Regions from separate parts of the Pan troglodytes genome. Here region 2 is linked to region 1. Evidence: chromatin contacts called from public Hi-C data. All regions are on one chromosome and are shown on one strand. Each heading gives the region's core, a stretch centred on a gene start, on an enhancer-like site or on the middle of the called end of the contact. The rest is flanking DNA. Distances are from core to core; before and after follow the strand shown. Region 1 holds the start of LOC100610590. Region 2 overlaps CAMKMT (calmodulin-lysine N-methyltransferase).

The links. A called contact is a pair of places that touch in the nucleus more often than the background predicts.
Region 2: a Hi-C map of induced pluripotent stem cells shows a contact between it and region 1, with 2.0 times the contacts expected there. The contact joins the enhancer-like site here to the promoter of LOC100610590 in region 1. A contact is called at or near these places in 2 of 7 Hi-C or Micro-C datasets (blood and induced pluripotent stem cells) and 1 of 1 datasets of contacts at active chromatin or transcription factors (stem cell-derived excitatory neurons).

What each region holds. Positions count from the first base shown.
Region 1 is chr12:77,771,435-77,776,869 of NHGRI_mPanTro3-v2.0_pri, forward strand. It overlaps LOC100610590, which reads left to right and starts at 2,752. Exons shown (of 2, transcript XM_054677819.2): 1 at 2,752-3,283. It overlaps SIX3 (SIX homeobox 3), which reads right to left and starts at 140. Exons shown (of 2, transcript XM_016948454.3): 1 at 1-140. The coding sequence starts at 6.
Region 2 is chr12:78,236,699-78,242,133 of NHGRI_mPanTro3-v2.0_pri, forward strand. The region is part of intron 3 of CAMKMT (calmodulin-lysine N-methyltransferase); the gene reads right to left. Among named protein-coding and RNA genes, the nearest start is that of CAMKMT, 120 kb to the right of the region's middle. Within about 2 kb of position 3,418, at least 1 of the 24 cell types and tissues checked has an H3K27ac peak or open chromatin away from gene starts, as enhancers often do. A contact at or near this core is called in induced pluripotent stem cells, where this site is marked.

The DNA of each region.
Region 1 (5,435 bases), core at 1,502-4,001:
TACCATGGACTGACCTGAGAGGAGAGGAGAAAATTCAGGGAGAGGAAGAGAGAGGGGAGGAAGAGGAGGAGAGGGGCGATGAGGACCAGGAGGAGGGAGAGGAGAGGGGGGAGGAGGAGAAGGAAAGGAGGGGGGAGCAGGAGGAGGAGGGGGAGGAGGAAGGGCGTAAGGGACACCCACACCCCACACACATCCACACACACACACACCCGCGCAGCCACATAGAGAGGGAGGTAGGAGAGCGGCCCGGTGCGCGCGCGCAGAGAGAGAACCCGAGACAGAGAGGGAGAGGGAGAGAGGAGAGGGAGAGCCAACCACCGCCGAGTCAAGATTCAGCGATTCCACCGCAATCGCCCTAATGACAACAGCCTCATAATATCTCCCCTAAATCCACAGTGAGTGCAGCATTGAAACATTTTGTTTCGCTTTTCTATTGGTCTGTGGCCTGTCGTTGTGGCGTTGCCACGGCAACCACTGCCAATCACTGTCAGCCCTGCCAATCAATACCGAGAACGTAAGGACGGTTTTACCACTTAGCCAGAGGGCGGGGGGAGGGGGAGAGCAGGGAAGGAGGGAGAAGTGGGGGAATAAAGAGAATTTTTTTTATCTTTGCAACTCTTAATCTCGCTACTTCCCCCTCCTCTCTTCTCTCTTCTCCCTCTCTCTCCTCTTTTCTCTACCGCTGTCTCTGAGCCTTCTTCTTCCCTTTTTCCTAAAGAAGTTGATCCAGAAATTCGAAAAGCCCTGGGCAGAGTTGTTGAATGGGATGTGCAATTAGAGCGGGGATTTTGTTGGGAGGCAAGAGGGTCCCCCAGGCTCCACATAGTCCAGGTCGGCAGGCAAGGAAAGACGGCTGACCAGCCCAGCGGGCGCGGTTTGCACATGGTGTGCACGTCGGGCCGCCTCTTTCTGCCTATGTAAGCACTAATAGTGGCAAGGAAGAAAGGAGAGATGAGATCATGGGGCCCACCAAGCACCGACCTTGGCCCAGCGGGCCGTGGCGCCAGCCAGGGATCCCGGATTCCGAGGGTATCTGGCGCCAGGGAGCCTGAGCCCAATTCCCAGGGTGCTGGAGGCCGCTCTTGCCTCCCCCATCGATGCCCATGGACCACATTCACCTCAACTCCCTCTTCATCAATTAGGCTTCTCTTTACTCCCCCCCCCCCGGCCAAGGAGCCTCGATTTCCCCCACCACCCTGTATTTTAAAATAACAGTCCAAACAGTACACTTCTTTCCATCTTAAGAAGCAACTCAACTCTTTGTTTCTTCCCAGAATTCAGCTGCCTCTCTGAGGAGTGGTGGAGGAGCTGCGAGAGCCGAGAAGCCCAAGAGCCCTCTGGACCCAGAAAAGTCCCACAGATGCCCACTCCTCACCACACAACAGAAGGAGCTCTGGTCCTGCCTGCCAGCCCCAGAGGGCACTCAAACTTTGGAGGCCAGCCACCCGGATGAAGTGAATAAGGCCTGAAAATTGCTTGTTTGCTCGTATTGTAAAATAATAATAATTACCATTATTATTTTTAAACTGTCTAATTTCTCTAGGGAAAGTAACATCGAAAGCCTAAAACAGACGCCAAAAGGCCCATAGAACACAGAGGGCCCTCTCTGCCTCTGGCCACCACAGCCCCTAGGCCAGGCATGGGTATTTATTCTTAGGTATGTTGCTTTTAAGAAGATGTAATCAGCATCTTGAGCCGGGCCTCCCTTTGTGAGGCTTCTGTAACTATGGAAGTGTGATTTACGCAGATTTGTCGGGGTCAGAGACGTCTTTCCCTGAGCACTGTGTATATTTAGACAGGACTCGGTTTGGTGTTAAAAAGTGTATATGTTGAATGGATTCACACACAGTAGCCAACAATGACCACATTGTCGGCCCGTGTACAACGCGTATTGAAACGCAGCGCCCAGACTTCAACTAATCTGCCCTCAATAAAGCTGAAATAATTATCCTAAGCTGCCTTTCCAGAAGAAAAATCATTGAGGAATTCAAAACTTTTTTTTTTTTTTAAAGATCTTTTCTGCATTCCGATGCAGATCTGGGGGCAAGGCGCCGTGTCCACACCACTTTGGTGATCTCAATGAGGGAAGAGAGAAAGAGAGGTTGAGAGAGAATTTAAATGGGAAACCTAACGTGACTGGGGCTGTGAGTGTCCCAGCCCCTAAACCCCGAGCTGAAGCCCTGCTTAGGCCTTGACTCCCGCAGTGCCAGGCCTCTGAGGGCCGGGGAGAAGAGCAAGCTGACAAGTGCAAGCCTCCTTGGAGGATTCCGGGCGGCAGGGAGGCCCTGGGTCCGGCGAGGGGCCAATACTGGCTCACTTAGCCAGAGGCAGCCGTGGGGTAGCAGGTCTTAAACACGACGACTGGGGCAGAAAAATATTCCTCCAAAGGGAAGACCTGCCAAGCCGCATTTCAGTGCTCTCGCCACTGCATATATATTTCCTCTCCTCCTGGCCATGAGTCCTTCTCCACGCAGCTGAGAAGCTCTGGGCGGTCATTCACTGAGGGCCCAGAAAGAGCCCAAAGGTTGGGACACAAAAACAGACACTTCATGTTTTCTTCCCGATTCCTTTCTCTTGTAGGGGAAGGATTATAGGCTGAAGGGTGGGAGGGGGAAGGGGCAGGAGGAGGAAGCGGGGGAGGAAGGAATGAAAAAGGGGAGGGGAGTGGGTATTGTGCCGCGTGTGGGGGGAGAATTCCTACGGGTGGGTTTCCGAATATTGTGTTCAACTTTTTGAAAGCAGCTCGTGACCCCGAAACTGCATCCCCCGGAGCCGGGGACCCAGGCGCCGGGCGGGCGGGTGAACCCGGTCAGTCCCCTCCCCGTCCCCGAAACCCCCGCCTCCGGGTGGGGGCGACCTGGCCTCTCCCTGCCACTGCCGGGCCAGCCCCGGAGGGAGGCTGGGCAGGTGCTGCGGGCTCTGCCGAAAGCGCTGAAATAAAAAACCATCGCCACTCAGGGAGAACTGAAGCAAGTGGGGCTGAGACTCTGGCGACACTCCCGCCCTCCAGCCTCTGCCCCAGCGCCTGCCGCCCTGCCGCCCTGACGCACCCCGCCTGCTTGGGTGGCGACCGCGGCTCCGGAACGCGAAGCAGGGCAGAGGGCTGCAGAGAGGCGTGTAGCTTTGTGCGCCGGGACCCGGTGGGGCAGGTGGCAGCCCCAGGCTGTCCGCGCCTCCCAGCAGAGCCGAGCTCGGCGCCGCCCACCGAGCCCACCTCGCGGTCCAGCCGCCGCCAGCGCCTCTCGGCTCTGGCCTGAAGCAGTACTCCCGCCGCCTGGAGCGGGTAAGTTGAGAGTCCGGAGAGCAGGGCAGGGAGGCGGGGCGGCTAGTCCCAGAGCTGAGGGCCGGACTGGCTCCCCGCCGGGCTGGGGGCGCAGGCTCCAAAGGATCTCAGTCGAGGGGTTCTGAGTGTGTGTTAGGGTGGGAAGCAGGGCTGTGGAGCGCCAGAGCTTCCCCTCCCAAATTCCCAGGCGCTGGGCACTGGGGAGTGGAGCAGAAGCAGAGGGACCTTGGGTTCCGGGGCCCAGCGGCCTTCCACGCTGGTGTGGGAACCAAGCAAGCCCTAGGGCAGTGCGAGGACTGGGAAGGGACCCTGGGGGACCGCTAGAGGAGGTGGCGCGTGGAGGGCGCCTGCACCCTGGGGTCGCTCAGAGCGGAGAGTCTCGGGTGGATAGGTCAGCTTGCAGATCCTCTAGGTCTCTTCTCTGCTCTCTGGCCGCTCTGATTGCGGGACCTGGGACTTGGCGCCCGTACAGGCCGGGTCACCTGTGCAGAACAAATTTGCTGCCATCATCCCCGCTTCAATCCTGGCCCCGGCGATCGAAAATATAGCCTTCAGGTGGGGCAGGGAGAAAAGATGTCTTTGGGGTTTAAATAGTGTTCTCCTTGTACCCGGACCAACTGGCATTTATTTACAAATGTCACCCGCAACCCCAGCACTGGGAAAGTCTCAACCACATCTGGAGAACGCCCGAGAGACCTCCCACTCTCTCCTTGTTTTGGGTTACAGGGAAAGCCAACGGGTCTGCAGGCCTCCGGGAGACGAGGATCCGGAGGGTTGGGGCAGCTGCACCCACTTGGCCTTGCTCAGCTCTAAACAGCCGACCAGGAGGCCGGGGGAAGGTTTGCCCTGTGGGGGCAACGCCCCTTCCGGCTCCCAGGATGTCGGGAGGCGGAGGCTGGCCGGGTGGCCCGTAGTCTGGGCCTCCCCGCAAGCTGCAAACTGAGGCGCTTGGCGCGGGCGGCCAGGGAGGGCGCAGGGGAGCGCAGCACGCAGGCGGGGAGGCCGTGAAGCCCTTCAAGGACCCCGATTACTTTCCTTTGAAAAACAACAACAACAACTGCTCCCTCCCCGCACCCCCGCCCCCCGCCTTAGCCTCCGGGGACTGGCGCTCCAAGCAATTGTCGCCCGGGACAGTAAACACAGCTCAGTTGCCTCAACTTTCTCCATGCATAAAAGTTCCTGGCGTGCGGGGAAATTTGAATATTTGATCAGCCCCTTTGAGTGACCCTCATTAGTCCGGCGCCCTGCTAAGGCCGGGCATTGCAAGAAAGCTGCTGGGCTCGGCATTTGTACGCCTTGTTAGCGCAGCTTAATGAAGCCGCCCCGACGGCTCAAAGGCGGCCTCAGGGGCCGGCGACGCGCACCTCTCGGCACCCTGCTCTGCCTAATGAGCCCCGCCGCCCTCTAAAGGACCCTCCACCCCCCACATTCTGAAACAGGGGAAGTTTGGCTCTGTCTTGAACCACGGCACCTCCCACTGCCAGGCCCAGGAGGGTGGGCACAAACCCAGCCTAGCTGCCTGCAGTTACCCATTCCCAAGAGAGAGGGGCTGGAGAGTTGGGAGGTGTGAGCCATACTGGTTGGGGGCAGTGCAGGGAGGGGGGCGGGTGGCGGGAGAGGCTTTTGCTGTCTCAGGATCCAGCCCAGGGAGTGCACTGCCAGCCTCTCCCAAGTGGACCAATTGCAAATCAATTAGTCACTCCAGTTCCTTAAAGGTGCATCTGGACTAATGCTGGGGTGGCTGAGGGTCAGCCTTCCATCCTCCTATCACCTTAGGTTCTCTTGGCTTCCACTGCCCAGAGGCCACACACTTCTTCCCAAGGTTCCCCTTCTGAACAGCCAGACCTGGTGTGCCAGGACTTGGATTTGAGAAAGGGTGGGCAGCTCCCCTCCCTAACCCATCATTGCCTCCACCATTCACAGAGCCCAGTCACATGTTATGACAAGTGGCAGTAGGGAAGGCAAGGGACCACAGCCCGTCCTGCACTCCCCCTCAACAGAGGTATCCCTTCTTTGGCTTCTAGTCCCAGGGAGGCCTGGCAAAAAAAAGTGCTATAGGCAAGACCACCCTGCAAGACTGGCCTGGCAGCCTGGCAGAGAGGCAGAGAGCCAGAGCTCTGGAAGGAAGGGAAACCAAAGCAGTCATCTACTT
Region 2 (5,435 bases), core at 2,168-4,667, 470 kb after region 1:
CAAGTGTTCAAAAATAAGTTGATTTATACTTTGCTCCTAGTAGTTCCTTTAAAAATAAATAATTTTTTCAGTAGCTGACAATGCACAAAATAATTACTAAGAGCATGTAAGGTTCCCAGCAAACTTTTTTGCTTATATAATTCTGTTTCCTTTCATATCCACCAAATGGGAAATGGAATCATATGTGACACTAATAATTCTTCACGAAAAACATCATTCTGAACATACTATTGAATAAATGTATTCATATATACATACACACACACACACACACACACATAATATGGATGATAGAAGGTATAGGCACGTATCTCCTATTTATATGATCCAAATGTTCTACAACCCTAAAACCTACATTTCCTTCATCTTCAATAAATATATATATGCATCTCTATGTATGATATGTATAATACATATAAATATGTATGTTTTAATTTGAAATAATGTATTCATTTCACAGCTTTAGATTAGTTCCAAAAATATGGTTCAAAAATATAGAGTTTACAAATGTACCTAATTGATACAAAGAGATCAGCTCCAAAAGAGTAACAGTTTAACATATTCCCTTCAAAATACTTTAAGATACTCATACATTGCCATTAGTTTACTTTGTTATCTCAAATGATAAATAAAAAGAATCTAGTCTTTCCTGAATTTAAAACAAAGATAGAATTCTCAGATTTTCATATTAATTTGAGTAAACGATCATAATACAGTTTCTGGATAATTAATTTGAGCAATAAGACAAGGGTTGCTGAATTTCTGAATAAACATTTCTAGAGATAGGCTTAACTCTATTTTGACTTGAACCAAAAAACTAGTTTTATTTAGCATTTTGTAACTCTCTGAACTAAACACAATAATTAGCAGGGAAAACTTTTTAAATGTTCACTTGACCGTTAAAACTGAATGAATTACAATTGTTATACCTAATATGGAGTTTATTCTGGATGTGTGGAGGGTGTGTATATGTGTGTGCAAGTGACCCACTGAAGTAACAAGCACTCTGCTGCTTGGGAGAGGCAAAAGGTGAGTTGCTCTAAGAGTACAGTACTTACATCCTCAGTTCTGTGTCGCCTAACAGAAACTACAGTATGATTCAAATCTTTTTTCTTAAAGAGAGTTATAAAATCACTCTTTGATAGGTGCTACAATTTGGTTCAAATCCTCCTAAAAGTTGAATGGCAATGTTAAAACCATTAACTACTCAGCTCCTGAACATGGAGAAAATTATGCTTGTATAGCAACTAGGATTTCCTTCTCAAGAATGCAGCAGCAGTCAACATTAACAATGGATTATTCTTGTAATTGGGGTGGAAGGCTAGGGTTGGAGAGGAAAAGAAAAAAAAGTTTACATCATATCTTTCCCTGAGATTACCTAAAAATTTATACTTCATAATTTAACACCATAAAATTACGGCTGTCAATACTTGTTTGGGGACACAATTTCAAATACAAAATGGAACTTAAAAGAAAGATAAGCTACTTAAATCTTAAAAGGGAAACTAAACATTAATGGTAATTTTCTCATGTATGACATTTCAAAGAAGAGCCCTTACAGTATAAAGATCCCATGAGTTCGTGACAGCTTTATTCTTAGACCCACAAATCGAGCCATTGTTATGCTCTGAAACTGTAGGAACTGCTGCCACCTATAGGATCTGAACAACAATGGCAGTGTTTTACTCAGCAGTACCCTCTACTGGGGACAGAAATGTGATGAATGTGTAGGCACTTTTCTTAACAGCAGGTGGCCTCACTTTTGCTACAGATTTACCTCAAAAATGTTGGCTTAAAAGCTTTTTCATGTTTTGTAAAATAAACTCCAACTTCCGCCTGAATCTAAAGTTGCTAGGTGATCTGACATAGGAAAAAAACCCACAACCTTGAACTCTGAAAATTCACTTCCATGAACAGTTTCACAAAGTTGTTCCCCAGTTGCTAATCTAATGTCACTTAGTGCCATGCCATACCAACCAAGACACAAAAGAGAGGTACTCTGCTGAGACTCCCTGCATAAGGGTGAAATTAAGGAAAGTTTTTATTGAGTATAAAATGTCTGTTACCATAATTAGTCCCATCTTTCTAGAATTTATTACACTCTGTAATATAAAGTAACTATAAAGATGCCAGTTTCTTGTGGCATTCTTAGGTAATTAATATTAAGCAAGGTTATACATTTTTAAAGATATTTACTGTTGAGGATTAGTAAACTCAAACCTTTAAGAATAGCAATATGTACCAAAGATGTCAGCAAAATTTTCTTAGAAAAGAAAAGCAATTGCCGGGCGCGGTGGCTCACGCCTGTAATCCCAGCACCTTGGGAGGCCGAGGCGGGCGGATCACGAGGTCAGGAGATCGAGACCATCCTGGCTAACATGATGAAACCCCGTCTCTACTAAAAATACAAAAAATTAGCCGGCGTGGTGGCGGGCGCCTGTAGTCCCGGCTACTCGGGAGGCTGAGGCAGGAGAATGGGGTGAACCCAGGAGGCGGAGCTTGCAGTGAGCCGAGATCGTGCCACTGCACTCCAGCCTGGGCGACAGAGCGAGACGCCTCTCAAAAAAAAAAAAGAAAGAAAGAAAGAAAAGAAAAGCAATTAACTTTTATATCTTTTTATTGTAACCGAAAATGACACCTTCCCTTTGGTTTTATTCCATCCATACAAATTAATTAAAATAACTAATGCCTTTATTACTGTTAAAGATTTGAAAGCATTTTAAATGTTAACAAATAAAAGGTGTTATAACCAAGGGCAGAAGGATTTCAGCATATTCAGAAGCCAAGGTAAAGTAGGTCTATAAACCAAAGAAAATCTTGTAACAGAAAATCATTCAGTCAGAGTCAAGTAGCACTCATACTATGAAAATAAAAAATATTATCCACCATATTGCTGTAGACATGCCATCAACTGATGATATTGCAAAGGCTAAACTCTAAACCTATATCTGTAATCACAGCAAATGGTGGCAAGAAAAAAATATATAGACTTAGGACAAAACAAAGAAACAAAATAATACCCAATTCAAAGCCATGAAAAAGCAAATAAAATTATTATTGAAATGCTGACTATTGCAGAAATATTGGGTGAATATTTCAAAATGTAGCCAGCTATCCAGATATTTATCATGTTTCTTTAGAAAAAAATTAGGATTTGTTTTTAAGTATATTCAGATCTTTGGTCACAAAATCACAGATTCCTAGAAAATATTTAATATACATTGCTTTTAATTTTACACATTAAATCTATGGTACATATGGGTATTTTTTAGGGCCACTGAAACAAATTGTCACTGCAGCCTTACATAGGCTGTTTGCCACTGAAATCTTAGAAAGGAATGGACATGGAGGAAGTACCATCCGTCCCTTTGTGTGAAGTAGCTTTGTTAATTCCATGAGTTCTCACACTACTGCCTTTCACCTGTGACCAAGCTTAGCCTATACCTGTACCATTGTGAATATGCTAATAGTCCTGAATTTAGGCCTATCACCTTCCTTCTTTTCTTTAAATATCTTTACATGTCTGGCCTGGCACCATTTTCTTCAAATGACTATTCTTTAGTGCGAACAAAAGCTCTGATGGACTTTTCAATTCCTTTCATAGTTAAGAAAAGGCAGCTAGGCAAAATGGAGGAATAGAAAAAGCTAAATGTGCTCAACCAAAAATGTACTATAACCTTATAATTCTAGATAACTGGGCTTTATCTTAAATCTATACTTTTGAGATTTATAATTTTTTCCAGCTACCTACACAACTTATTTTTAAATTGTTTATTGAGTTATTGTAGTTTATGTTTTTCAGCTTTAAACTGTTTTATCAATTTCCAAACCAGGGTGGGGAAATATGGTTTAAAAATAGTTTTAACTTATAATAGGGCTTAGCAAACTTATTTGATACAAAGTTGTATATAAATATCATTGTACTGAAACCAATACACCAGACTTATATAGATCCACTGGTTCTCAGGGTGGGTACACCTGTATACACCAATCCTGGACTTCTCCAAAATTTCTGATAACATCATGGGTTTGCTCTACTATGAAGTGCATTTTATTAGATCAAATCTCCAAGCTCCTATTAACTCTATAATGAACTATAGCAAACTGAACTTTTGTTGTGTGTTTTCTAAAAGATAGTGATTAAATACATAGGTAGGCAGATATAATTGTATGTGGTAATACATTCCTACAATGTTTTTCAAATTTTGTTTAAATAATTTTTAAAATTTTCCTAAATTCTCTATATCCTCATAGTAATGATGTCTCTGAGACTATAACCCAGAACTACCATTGATATGACTGTATAAAAGCTTTCTTTCATTACTTCAGTAATACGCCATTTGGATAATAATAATAGCTGGGATATAGCACCCACCATGTGTCATGTACTAGGTGCTTTTTATTCATAAGCATTGATCCTTAGACCAATCCTTTGAGTTATTATCCCCATTTTACAGATGAGGAAATTGAAAGACAAGGAAATTACATGGCTTGCCTAAGACCACAAGGTCTGTGGATTACAAATTAAGTGCTCTTTCTGTTAAGCAACTGTAGATATAATTTAATTCAATTCCAGAAAACAATATTGAGCTACATGGAACATATGATTCTAAGCATTTTTTTTCACAAAGTAATTTAGTTTATAAAATTAGGTAACTCAAAATCTCACAAACATATAAAGTTTTTTTTTACACAGTGTAAAAAAACCTTTACACATTTTTAAGAACCCTAAAACCCTGAACGTGACAAGATTTAATATTTCACTTATATTCTTGATATATGTTAATATCATCACACAATAAAATGAACACATTTCACAGCAAGAAAAGGACTCAGGAGCTAGAAAATTTAAATAGTTGATGCTACAAAGTCACTATGTATCCCATTTTAAGAATATGTTATACTATGCAAAACTGTAGAAGGACCCCATATTGATAATGAGTGGGATCTTTTGAATTTGCAATAATCTTTACCTTTAAGAAATTAATAATCTCCTACTACTTTTTTTTTCCAACTACATGCTTTCACCACTTTAGTAGTGTCTTCATTTTGAAAGCACTTGGAATAAACAGTTTAAAAACTGTAATTTTCTTTGTAGGTACAGTATTAAATTGCAGTATCAACTCAAGCACCGAAGAACTACAGTGCTACCCTGAGGACAAAAGGCATTTTAGATGTCGTAAATATATTATGAAGAAGTCTTTTCTTTAAATTGTCAGCAAGATAACCTCATTCTTTCCTTTTTAGTAGTGATTTAGTGTTGTTTCACACAAAAATCAAATGCAATGGTATTTATGGTACCATATATTATAAGAAACAAAAAGGTTTCAAAGGATATCCTAAAGCTTCAGTTTTAAGGGACATAAGTAGGTGAGCAGATGGTTCTCAGAGAATGCAGTCACAGACTTTCCCCTTCAGAATATTCCTAAACGATG